Regions from separate parts of the Sus scrofa genome. Here region 1 is linked to region 2. Evidence: chromatin contacts called from public HiChIP or PLAC-seq data. All regions are on one chromosome and are shown on one strand. The core of a region is the stretch at or near the end of the contact, and the rest is flanking DNA. Distances in the headings are between cores, read along the strand shown.

What was found. HiChIP or PLAC-seq counts read pairs in DNA pulled down with a chosen protein or histone mark.
Region 1: a contact with region 2 is called in an H3K27ac HiChIP or PLAC-seq map of alveolar macrophages. The contact joins two enhancer-like sites.

Annotation. Positions count from the first base shown.
Region 1 is chr9:48,515,360-48,520,852 of Sscrofa11.1, forward strand. It overlaps SORL1 (sortilin-related receptor), which reads left to right. Exons shown (of 50, transcript XM_021063014.1): 5 at 1,810-1,971; 6 at 3,535-3,602. Among named protein-coding and RNA genes, the nearest start is that of SORL1, 83 kb to the left of the region's middle. Within about 2 kb of position 3,077, at least 2 of the 83 cell types and tissues checked have an H3K27ac peak or open chromatin away from gene starts, as enhancers often do. A contact at or near this core is called in alveolar macrophages, where this site is marked.
Region 2 is chr9:48,367,885-48,373,111 of Sscrofa11.1, forward strand. It overlaps SC5D (lathosterol oxidase), which reads left to right. Exons shown (of 5, transcript XM_003129944.4): 4 at 2,416-2,516; 5 at 2,872-4,507. The coding sequence ends at 3,327. LOC106504896 (a long non-coding RNA gene) reads right to left here. Exons shown (of 4, transcript XR_002335693.1): 3 at 5,026-5,167; 4 at 3,023-4,571. Among named protein-coding and RNA genes, the nearest start is that of SC5D, 13 kb to the left of the region's middle. Within about 2 kb of position 2,232, at least 2 of the 83 cell types and tissues checked have an H3K27ac peak or open chromatin away from gene starts, as enhancers often do. A contact at or near this core is called in alveolar macrophages, where this site is marked.

The sequences.
Region 1 (5,493 bases), core at 1,827-4,326, 150 kb after region 2:
TCCTGCTGTAACCAAGCCGGTTTCAGAGCAGAAAGATGAGTCCCATTATTTCTGGGGGACCCTTTCATGCCCTAGATGGTGATGGTCCTCTTAGGATCATAATTATTTTTATCATGTTGCCTTTGGTTCTGGTAGTTTCTGCTCTCACGGCATTTGCTAACCTCTCGAGTTAGATTGAATTAGGTGTCTCTAGAGTTTGGGGTTTTATATTAGTTGCTCTGGAGGAAGCAGAGAATACCTAATCCACATTCCTGGGAAGTTTACAGACTAGATGGGGGAGAGAGAGTGAGAAGGAAAGGAGCCGGAACATAGGAAGCAACGTGCAGACAAGTGCAGAGTGTTCCTATGGGCCTGGCTGTTGGCGTTGAAAGGATTCAGAGCTGAAGCTGGATCTGGAACAGGTAGATTCAATTAGGGAAAGTGTCCTTGGCTGGAGTCCTTTGCATCATTGAGTTCTGGGATGTCAGTGGCTGGGTGTTGGTGGTGCTGGGTCCCCTTTATTCTAGTTTTGGTTCCCAGGCATCCTCTGAGCTACCCTGTACTCCTGGGAGCAGGGGCTGTTCTCCAGCTCTCTGTGCACGAGGCCTGTGCATCTGGCCTTTCCAGCCTTCTTTTTTTGGCCACAGCCGTGGCATGCAGAAGTTCCTGAGCCAAGGCTTGAACCCACACTATAGTAGTGGCAATGCCAGGCCCTTAACCACCAGGCCAGCAGGGTACTCCTTTATTTATTTTTTTTGGCAGCCTTATTTTCTGATATTTCCCTCAGGCTCTCAAGACTGTCATCAAACCTGTGATGTATTGTTTTTTTGTTTTTGTTTTTCCCCATGCTGTATTTTTTTTTCCCCCTCCTCTTCTGGTCCCAAACTCAGACTGCCCTTGACTTGGCCTGTTCCTTCCCTGCGAAAGTCTTGCCTGCCCTTCAAGGCCCAAATCTCCCACAGAGTCATGTCTGATCTTCCAAACCGGAGCTGACCTGCAGTCTGTGCTTTCCTAGGACTCCGTCCATGGTTTCTCAGTTAATCTCATTTTCCTTGAACGATAGTTGTCTGGGGACATGTCCTTCTCCCACGTTAGGTGGAAGATGCCTGAGAGGAAGGCTCCTGTGTTTTCTCTGGGCCCCGCCCCCCGCATCTGGTCCAGGGTGACCATTCTGTGCACATTTGTTAACTTGAATCGCTTCTTTCCTTTCCCCTTGAGGACTCTTCAGGCCAGCAGTCACTCCCTGGCCAGACTGGTTCAGGGTCACTCACCTGTGTGGAAGTGAAGGTGAGGCACCTGCCGGCCTGGGGTGCCCCAGACTGTGTCTGCCAGCCCCAGGGGCAGCTGGGTCCTCAGAGCTGCCCATTCACCTGGCAGAGCAGCAGGAAGGAGAAGTCAGCTTTCCGGGTGGGCGTGAGGTCGTCAGCCTTCCTGGGAAGGCGGGGGAGAGTGCAGCAGGCCCGCCCGTGTGCAGCCGGCCTTCTCTGTCCAGCCTCCTGCAGCCACCTTCTGCTTCAGACCCCGGGAGCCCCTGGGGAGTGAGAAAGGCGAGGCGAGTGAAGGAAAAAATAGAAAGTCTTGACCAGCTTCATCGCCTGGTCAGACAGGAGCACCATCGGGCTTCACCCCAGCCTGTCTGCACCCAGCCCCGAGCCAGGCCTTGGGTGGTGCCACCAGCATCTCTTTGTTGCTGGAGAGATGGCAGGAAAGCCATGAGTCTGCTGGCTGGTCCCTGGCCCCTGCACGTGGGTGTGGCCAAACACTGTCGGGGTCGGGGTGTTGGGGGGTCCAGCCAGGCCCTGCTCTGAGCGCGCCTCCTTTCCCTTGCAGTACATCTTTGCAGACGCTTATGCCCAGTACCTCTGGACCACGTTTGACTTCTGCAACACCATCCAAGGCTTCTCCATCCCATTCCGGGCAGCCGACCTCCTCCTGCATAGTAAGGCCTCCAACCTCCTCCTGGGCTTTGACAGGTCTCACCCCAACAAGCAGGTAAGAGAGCTTCTGGAACACGGAAGAGGCGGGGCTCCTCGAGTGTGGCCTGCCTGGCCTTCCTGTGACCTCCCCTGGCCCCTCCTCCTTCTCTTCTTTGGAGCTATTGTTGCGCTTCCCGTGGCTGAGGACGAACATCTCCCCCTGGCATGCTTGGTCTTCATCCCAGCCAGGAAGCAACACCTAGGCCTTGGCAGGCCCTGTTAGTTACACATCAGGCCCTTGCGGTGCAGGTGCACCTTTGTTAGTCCTGGGGGTCATCGGGGCTCTGGAATTGAACCCGAGAGCTGGGTAGAGAAGGCTGGCATCTGAGCTCCGCTGAGACCGCTTGTCAAATTTCTACCCTTCCCACCCTCCACTCTAAACAGACTGCCTTTGCTTACCATTTATTTGAAAGTACCATTAATTTTAAGTCTTGTGCATGTGTGCGCGCGCATGTGCATGTAATACAAATGTGTGTTTTCTTCGTGTAACCTGGATGCGAAGGAAAGGTGATGGATGGGCAGAAAGCCTGAGTAAGATGTTTATCTCAAGGGTGAAACTTTTGCCAAGTCAAGAGTATTGATCTGGCGTAATCCCGTGAAACCTGTCGATCCTGTTGGGTTTGTGATGAGTTTCAAACAGCTTTGCCCAGAGGAACCTCGGAAGTTTCTTTTGCTTTGCAGGTTGTTTGATCAAAACATGATCTGTTTATCTTCGCTTGCCTTAGGGAGTAACCTAAGTATGGGCTGGGTCGGTTTACTGGTTTACCGGTGTAGGTGGATTAGTGTTATTTTTGGTCTCCTGTTTCTTACTCCCTGGTCCCTATGGTCGCAAGAACCTGCAGGTTTTGTGTCTGAAAGTTGAGGGGCTTTGTCAAAGATCGGCAGGTCAGCCACACCTTGTGTATTCAGTGGATTCCCTTTGGTGCTCTTTTGAGCCTGTGTTTAGCCAGAGTCCTCTCCATTCAGCTTTGATCATCGTGGCCCATGATGGTTTTTTTTTTTTTTTTTTTTTTTTTTTCTTTCTTTCTCTTTTTTGGCCACCCTGCAGCATATGGAGTTCCCGGGCCAGGGATCAGATCTGAGTCATAGTTGCAACCTACACCACAGCTGCTGCAGCAGGGGTGGATCTTTAACCCACTGTGCTGAGCCAGGGATGGAACTTGTGTTCCAGTCCTTCAGAGACACTGCCAATTCTGTTGTGCCATGGCGGGAACTCCATTTTCTCTCTCTTTTTTTAAGGATACTGTTTCCCAGGCAAGAAGTACCGAGTCTAATCCTTTTGTTTTAACCATCGTCTGAGGGCCGGTTTCTGGTAATTTATAAGTCAAGTCACAATCATTTTTCCTTTCTGTTGCTGTGGAGAACTTGGTAACTTGGAGAAGGCGGCACAGGTGATCTGTCCTACCTTCCCCAACCCTACCTTGGGATAACCAAGCTGGCCTACATGATCTGAATGCCTGTCTTTATAGGCGGCCTATCATCAGGGTGGGGTTTCTGTGGATGTTGGCTGGCGATGCCGTTTGGGCATCTTACGTCATATCTCTGGCATCGTGACCACTTCTCTCTTTGGTCTTTGCAGCTATGGAAGTCAGATGATTTTGGCCAGACCTGGATCATGATTCAGGAACATGTGAAATCCTTTTCTTGGTAAGTCGTGCCATCTAAGAAACGAGTTACATAATTTCCTTGCATCAGTTCTAGCTCCTGCATGGAGGGCAAACCTGCCCTCAGCTGAAATGTGAAGCAGCTGGTTCAGGAAATACACATTCCAGACCTGGAATTGGAGCTGTAGGGATAGTAGACTCACCAGGGGGGATGAGAAAGGAAGGTTACTTGTGAGAGGAGTGATTTTTTTTTTTTTTTTTTTTTTTTTTTTAGTATATCAGGGAACCCAGGGCAATCTTGCAGCTCTTGTATATATTAGACTTTCTAAAAGAACTTCATTTTTGGAGCCATATAAAAAGTGAGGATCTTTCTCTGAAGTTCATTCATTTGTGGTGTTCCCATTGTGGCTCAGTGGAAACCAATCCAGCAGTACCCATGAGGATGTGGGTTCAATCCCTGGCTTCGCTCAGTGGGTTAGGGAATCCGGCGTTGGTGTGGGCTGTGGTGTAGATCGCAGATGCAGCTGTGATTTGGTGCAGCTGTGGTGTAGGCTGGCATCTGTAGCTCCATTTTGACCTCTAGCCACGAGTGTGGCCCTAAAAAGGAAAAAGCAAAAACAAATCATTCATTTGTTCATTTATAACGTGTTTTTTTGAATGTCTGCTTAATATAAAGCATGCTGGGTTCTTCAGAGTATAAGAAGTTGGATAATTGACGGATACAGTTATTAAGGCGATTGCAGTTATAGGAGATTAAAAAAAGACATTTTATGCATATAACACACCTGAAAGAAGCATAGGGAGTTCCTGCTGTGGTGTGGTGGGTTAAGAAACCAACTGCAGTGTCTTGGGTCACTGCGGAGGTGTGGGTTTGATCCCTGGCCCAGCACAGTTGTTTAAAGAATCCAGTGTTGCTGCAGCTGTGGCTTGGATTCAGTCCCTGGAACTACCATATGCTGAGAATATGGCCATAAAAAAGAAAGAAGAAAGCACAAGAGTTCCCTTGTGGCATAGTGGGTTAGGGATCTGGTGTTATCTGCTGCAGTGGCTCTGGTTTAATCCCTGGCCTGGGAATTTCCACATTCTGTGAGTGTGGCGGAAAGAAAGAAAAAGAAAGAAAGAAAGAAAAGCACAGAAGTCAGAGGAGGGAGCTACACCTTTCAGATAGGAGGATCATGGGAAGCTCCACTGAGGAGGTGACCGTTGATCCAGGATGTGCATGACAGGTAGGATGTGGCTGCGTGCAGGTGTGCAGGGTGGGAATTCTAGATGGGAACAGAATGGCCAGAAGCGGAGATGAGACACAGTGGTCCTTGGGTAGAGAACACTGAGTCTTATTTTTGGACAGTGTAGTGGGTGAGGTTTGGAAAGGGATATTGGTATCAGAATCTGCAGTGCTCGATAAAGGAATATGGGCTGAATTCTGAGGGCAGTGGGGAGCCATTGTAGGGTTTTGAGAAGGAAAGTGAAATCAGCAGAGCTACCCTTTAAGAAGTACAGTTGTTTCTGGTCATAGTTGCTTCTGAGCTTTTACTGTTACAGGGATGAGGTATATAGTCTTGAATATGTGAATTGTACGTACGCTGATGAATGTGTAGGACGGATTTCCAGGAGTAGACGCGGCGAGTCAGTGAGTCAGTCACCCCATGCACACCTACCAGACTTGACACCTCTTGACCTTCACCGCCCTGAATCAGCTCGACCCCGTTTCCCTTTCTGGTTGCTCAGGTCAGAACCTCTGAGTCATCACTGATTCCATGTTTGTGTCATGCTTCCCATCCAGCCTATCAGGAAATCCTGTTGGCTCTACCTTCAGTATATATCCAGCAGCCTCTACTCAGCTTCTGCTTAACTCCAACCACTGTTGCCACTCATTAGTCATCCACCTGGTCTTTCTGCTTCTGCTCTTGTCCTTCTTCCAGTGGTTCTCAGAA
Region 2 (5,227 bases), core at 982-3,481:
GGTTGGTTTCTCTACAGAAACCAAATTTGCCTTTTTTTTCCTTTGGAAATAACTAGGAACTGTTCAGTTGTTTTCAGTGTTCTGCTTTTACACATTCATGTCTTGACACATGTGCATTTCTTTCATTTCATTTGTCAATTTTACAGTCTTTTGTTGTGGATGAAATTATGCTTGGGGAAGATTGATATAATCAGAGCCAGACCCTTGAATTTGTTTCCTGTTATCTTCATTGAATTCAAACATGAAAAAAAATTATCAAGTAGTACATGATATTTATAGAAAATTGGCAGACACAGATTTTAAAAAATCCATCATCCTGCTACCTAGAAACTCTTAACTTGTTTGGTGTATCTCCTTCCATTTTTCTCTGCCTGTGTACTTCATTATTTATATAACAAAAAATGAAACACTACTATGCATGCTGGTTTGGACTCTGATTCTTTTTTCCTCTTAGCAGTGTATATGCCAATATTTTCATGTCAGCAAATACTGACATTGTATAGGATCACTTAGTATAGATATCCATAGTTTTATTTGTTTGTTTGTTTTTGTTTTTGTTTTTTTGTCTTTTTTGCCTTTTCTAGGGCCTCTCCCGAGGCATATGGAGGTTCCCAGGCTAGGGGTCGAATTGGAGCTGTAGTCACCGGCCTACGCCACAGCCACAGCAATGTGGGATCTGAGCCTCGTCTGCGACCTACACCACAGCTCACGGCAACACCAGATCCTTGACTCACTGAACAAGGCTAGGGATTGAACCCACAACCTCATGGTTCCTAGTCGAATTTGTTAACCACCGAGCCACAGTGGGAACTCCTATCTATAGTTTATTTAAATGATCCACCATTTTCAGACCTTTAGATTTTTCCTCATTTTTCTGCTACAAATAGTACTGCAATGACTAAACTAATTTTTGTGAAATTCTGGAGTTATTTCATCCAGATACATTTCAGGTATCTAGTATTAGGAAGTAAGAATAATAGTTAACATTTATTGAGTGTTAATATGTACCAGCTCCAGTTCTAAGTTTTTCACATGTATCAATCAGTTTTATTCTACATTAATTCTCTGAGGTAGGTACTACTGTTCTGCTCCATTCATAGGTGAGTAACTTAAGTGTACAGAGAGCTTCAGTAACTCGCCATGCTCACTTAACAAATAAGTGGTAGATCTGAGCCTGGAACCCAAGCTTGCTGGCGTCAGCACCCATGCTCTCTCAGTAAGAGGTTAGTTATTTAAAGGAGGGAATAAAAATTATATACCAGGGTGATGAATTGACTCAACCTTGAAAAGTGGGTCAAATTATGAATAAAAATGAAAGGAACGAGGGCATTCTAGATACGAGTAAAGGTATAGACGTAAGGCTTTGAAGATATTGGGAGGACATTGAGTGATCCAGCCTGGTTAGTTCATGAACAGATGAGGTTGGGAAGATCAGAACAGGTTGGGTTATGGAGTAAATGCTGGGCTTAAGGTGTTTCATGGAAAATAAAACTCAAAGCAGGGGAGGTAATATGTAAAGATATGGGTTTTTTGGGGGGTTTTTTTTGTTTGTTTTTTTTGTTTTTTTGTCTTTTTGCCATTTCTTCGGCCACTCCTGTGGCATATGGAGGTTCCCAGGCTAGGAGGTCTCATCAGAGCTGTAGTTGCCAGCCTACGCCAGAGCCACAGCAACCCGGGATCTGAGCCATGTCTGTGACCTACACCACAGCTCATGGCAACACCGGATCCTCAACCCACTGAGCAAAGCCAGGGATCGAACCCACAACCTCATGGTTCCTAGTCGGATTCATTAACCACTGAGCCATGACAGGAACTCCTAAAGATATGTTTTATGAAGATTAATGTGAAGGAAAAATAAAGAGCATTATTCTCAAACATTTCAATCATAAAGATGCCACAGGAGTATACTTTTTCTGTTTCGTAAATAGCTTGTCTTTTCTTTTTTTTTAGGGCCCTACCCAAGGCATATGGAGGTTCCCAGGCTAGAGGTCGAATCAGAACTGTAGACCTACACCACAGTCACAGCAACGACAGATCCGAGGCACATCTACACAGCTCAGGGCAACACCAGATCCTTAACCCACTGAGCAAGGCCAAGGATCGAACCTGCATCCTCATGGATACTAGTCAGATTCGTTTCCGCTGAGTCATGATGGGAACTCCCCATAAATAACTTCATAGTTTAATTAAGAAATATTTTGGGTGGGTCCCTTCAATTTTTTATGAGAGGGAAGTAAGCAGAGCCCAGGGAGCCAAGGGAGGTGGAGATTGTAACATACTGGATTAACCAAAGCAGATAGTTTACAGTGTTTGGGTCTGGGATCATATTTTGTCTCCTTAGATGGACATATAAAAAGTAAACGCTGATCCTGGGAGCCAAATCTTGATTGTGCCATATCCTGTTGTCTCTTGTAGGCTGGTTTCGACTCCTTGCTAGTGTATTGTCCTTTCTCTTTTTCACTGACATGCTGATCTACTGGATTCACAGAGGCCTTCATCATAGACTTTTATATAAGGTAGAGTCATTTGTAGGGGAAAGACAGAAAATACTCATTTCAGGTACTACTACTACTATTACTGTTGTTATCATCATCATTTCTATTATAAGAGGTATTATTAAATACTCAAGTAGCCATAGTCATGACAGGTACAAGGTACATTTTGTGTGTGTCCTTCTTTATGGGTCTGGAGGGGCTGAGTTAAAATTTTGCTGTTTGGAGATAAAGAAGAGGGGCATTTTATAAAGTAATTTGCTACATTCAAAGAGATGTGTAGCCAGGTCGTTTCCCACAACATGAGCAGGAAAAGTGCAGTGGAGTGTGTCTCGGGGGAAAGTCTGCGACATTAACTTGGTGTCCTTTTCTTCTCTAGCGCTTACACAAACCTCATCACATCTGGAAGATCCCTACTCCATTTGCAAGTCATGCTTTTCACCCTCTGGATGGCTTCCTTCAGAGTCTCCCTTACCACATATACCCTTTCGTTTTTCCCCTACACAAGGTAGTTTATTTAGGTTTGTACATTTTGGTCAATATCTGGACAATTTCCATTCATGACGGTGACTTCCGTGTTCCCCAGAGCTTAAGGCCATTTATTAATGGCTCAGCCCATCATACAGACCACCATATGCTCTTTGACTATAACTATGGACAGTACTTCACGTTGTGGGACAGAATTGGAGGCTCATTCAAAAACCCCTCCTCCTTTGAAGGGAATGGACCACTTGATTATGTGAAGAAGATGACAGAAGAAAAGTTCAGCAACCATGCAGGAAATGGTTGTAAAAATGAAAAATTATTCAATGGCGAGGGCAAAAAGGCTGAGTAGATTATTGCCGAATTACTGAATATTTTTAATCAAGAGAAATAATCTACATATGTACAGCCAAGAGGCCTAGCACGTGAACAGTATCATTTGAAAATCAGAATGGTGGGTCCTGCTGAGGAATGATCATGCTGGTAGGTCAAAAGAACATGCTGTGAACACCAAGGGACTAATGGTGTCTTTCTAGCCAGCAGATCTGCAATTTGTATAGCCTCAACAACAGTTTTTTAAAAGATAGAGGATAAGTTTTTAAGGGGACCAGGTAATGTCCTTTTGCCTTAATTCATCATTATTCATTAAGTAAAATTCATTGTGCTTAATGATATCATGACTAAACACCGTAACAACAAAATACTAATGTAAAGATGGTTCCTTGTTTCAGGAATGAGTTCAGTACATAATAACAACTACTTGTAGTATGTTGTTCAAGTGGAAACATCAGTATGGGGAAAAAATTGTGATATAATAGCAGCTGAGTGACGTGATAGCAGGTGTAATGAGATTATCGTCTTCCTACACACAGAGAACTTAATCTCTGGGGTCATTGTCAAATATTATATTTTACTGATGAACAAATAAATTGGGAATTTTAAAAAATATTAATATTACCATGATTTAATCCAGAACTGGGATTATTTAAAGATTTTGGTAATTATTATTTTAAACCATTATTTAATAAGTATAAAATTATGCAACTCTGAATATATGTAGAAAGGGAAATTTGATACCCAAATAATACATTTGACTCTACTGGGGTTTAGGGGTCTTTTTGGCCAGGCCCAAGGCATGTCAGAGTTCCCAGGCCAGGGATGAACCCATGCCACAACAGCGACCTGAGCCACAGCAGTAACACCACCAGATCCTTAATCTGCTGTACCACAGGGGAATTCCTAATGGTCCTGGTTTTTTAGTTTAACTGATGCACTGCACTTTTGATGTCTCAAAGTTACAATCCTGTGATTTTCTGTGAAAGGAAATTGTTGTCAAATATTTAGGCCTATCGCTTAAGATTAGCTTTAAAATCTTATTTTCTCTCTTTCTTCACTTTTACCCACTTCTTCTGCAAAATTATTTAACAAATATTTTCATAGAGAAATGTCATGTGTTGTAACATAAACATGAAAACATGGTTTGCAAAGGCATTCTGTAAAGTATGTAAAATAAAAGTTGATTATGACTGTTACTCACGTGTATCAGTTGAATATTTTAACAGCACAGAGTCTTCTTTGGACAAATTTTATGTCAGCCTGAAACCACAGAAATGATGTAGATTGTCAAAACTTTTAGCATCCCTCCAAATGCTTGATGTCAAAGGGAGAAAGAGAGAAGTCAGTATCACTTTCTTTGTATATTTCACATCTTTTATTAGATTTGAGTGTCATAAAATTTAATGCTTGGGATCCAAAAGAAAAAAAAATTATTTTTTCTGTTGGAGTTACTGTTCCAGTGTTACTTTACTTAAACATACCAGTATACCAGTTAGTGTTTGTAATGGGTCGGTGCAGCTGTGTGGTTTTCACTAATCCCCACCGCCAACCCCCTCCCTGCCCCTGTGCTCCACTACCTGAGAAAACAAAGAAAATTAAGGGGAAATAAACTTAGTGTTCCGTCATAATGAAGGTTCTCATTTGTTGGCTTTTACTCTTGATCTGTCACAGTTAAAAGTCCTTGATGTAAGGACATTGGGACCTAGTTGTGTACCTTTTCCGAGGTTATTTCTGTCAAGTCCAGTGTGGAAGTTGCTAGTCAATGGAGTTTTCCACAGTCATTTGAGACCCAGGCTCCGTCTATTTCAGGACTTCGCTCTTCTCCCAGTTTATAGAGTCTTCTATGTTGAAGGAGCCTGTGGGGAAAGTGCACACGGAAAATGTGTACGGGTCATGCCCAGAAATTAGCTGTATGC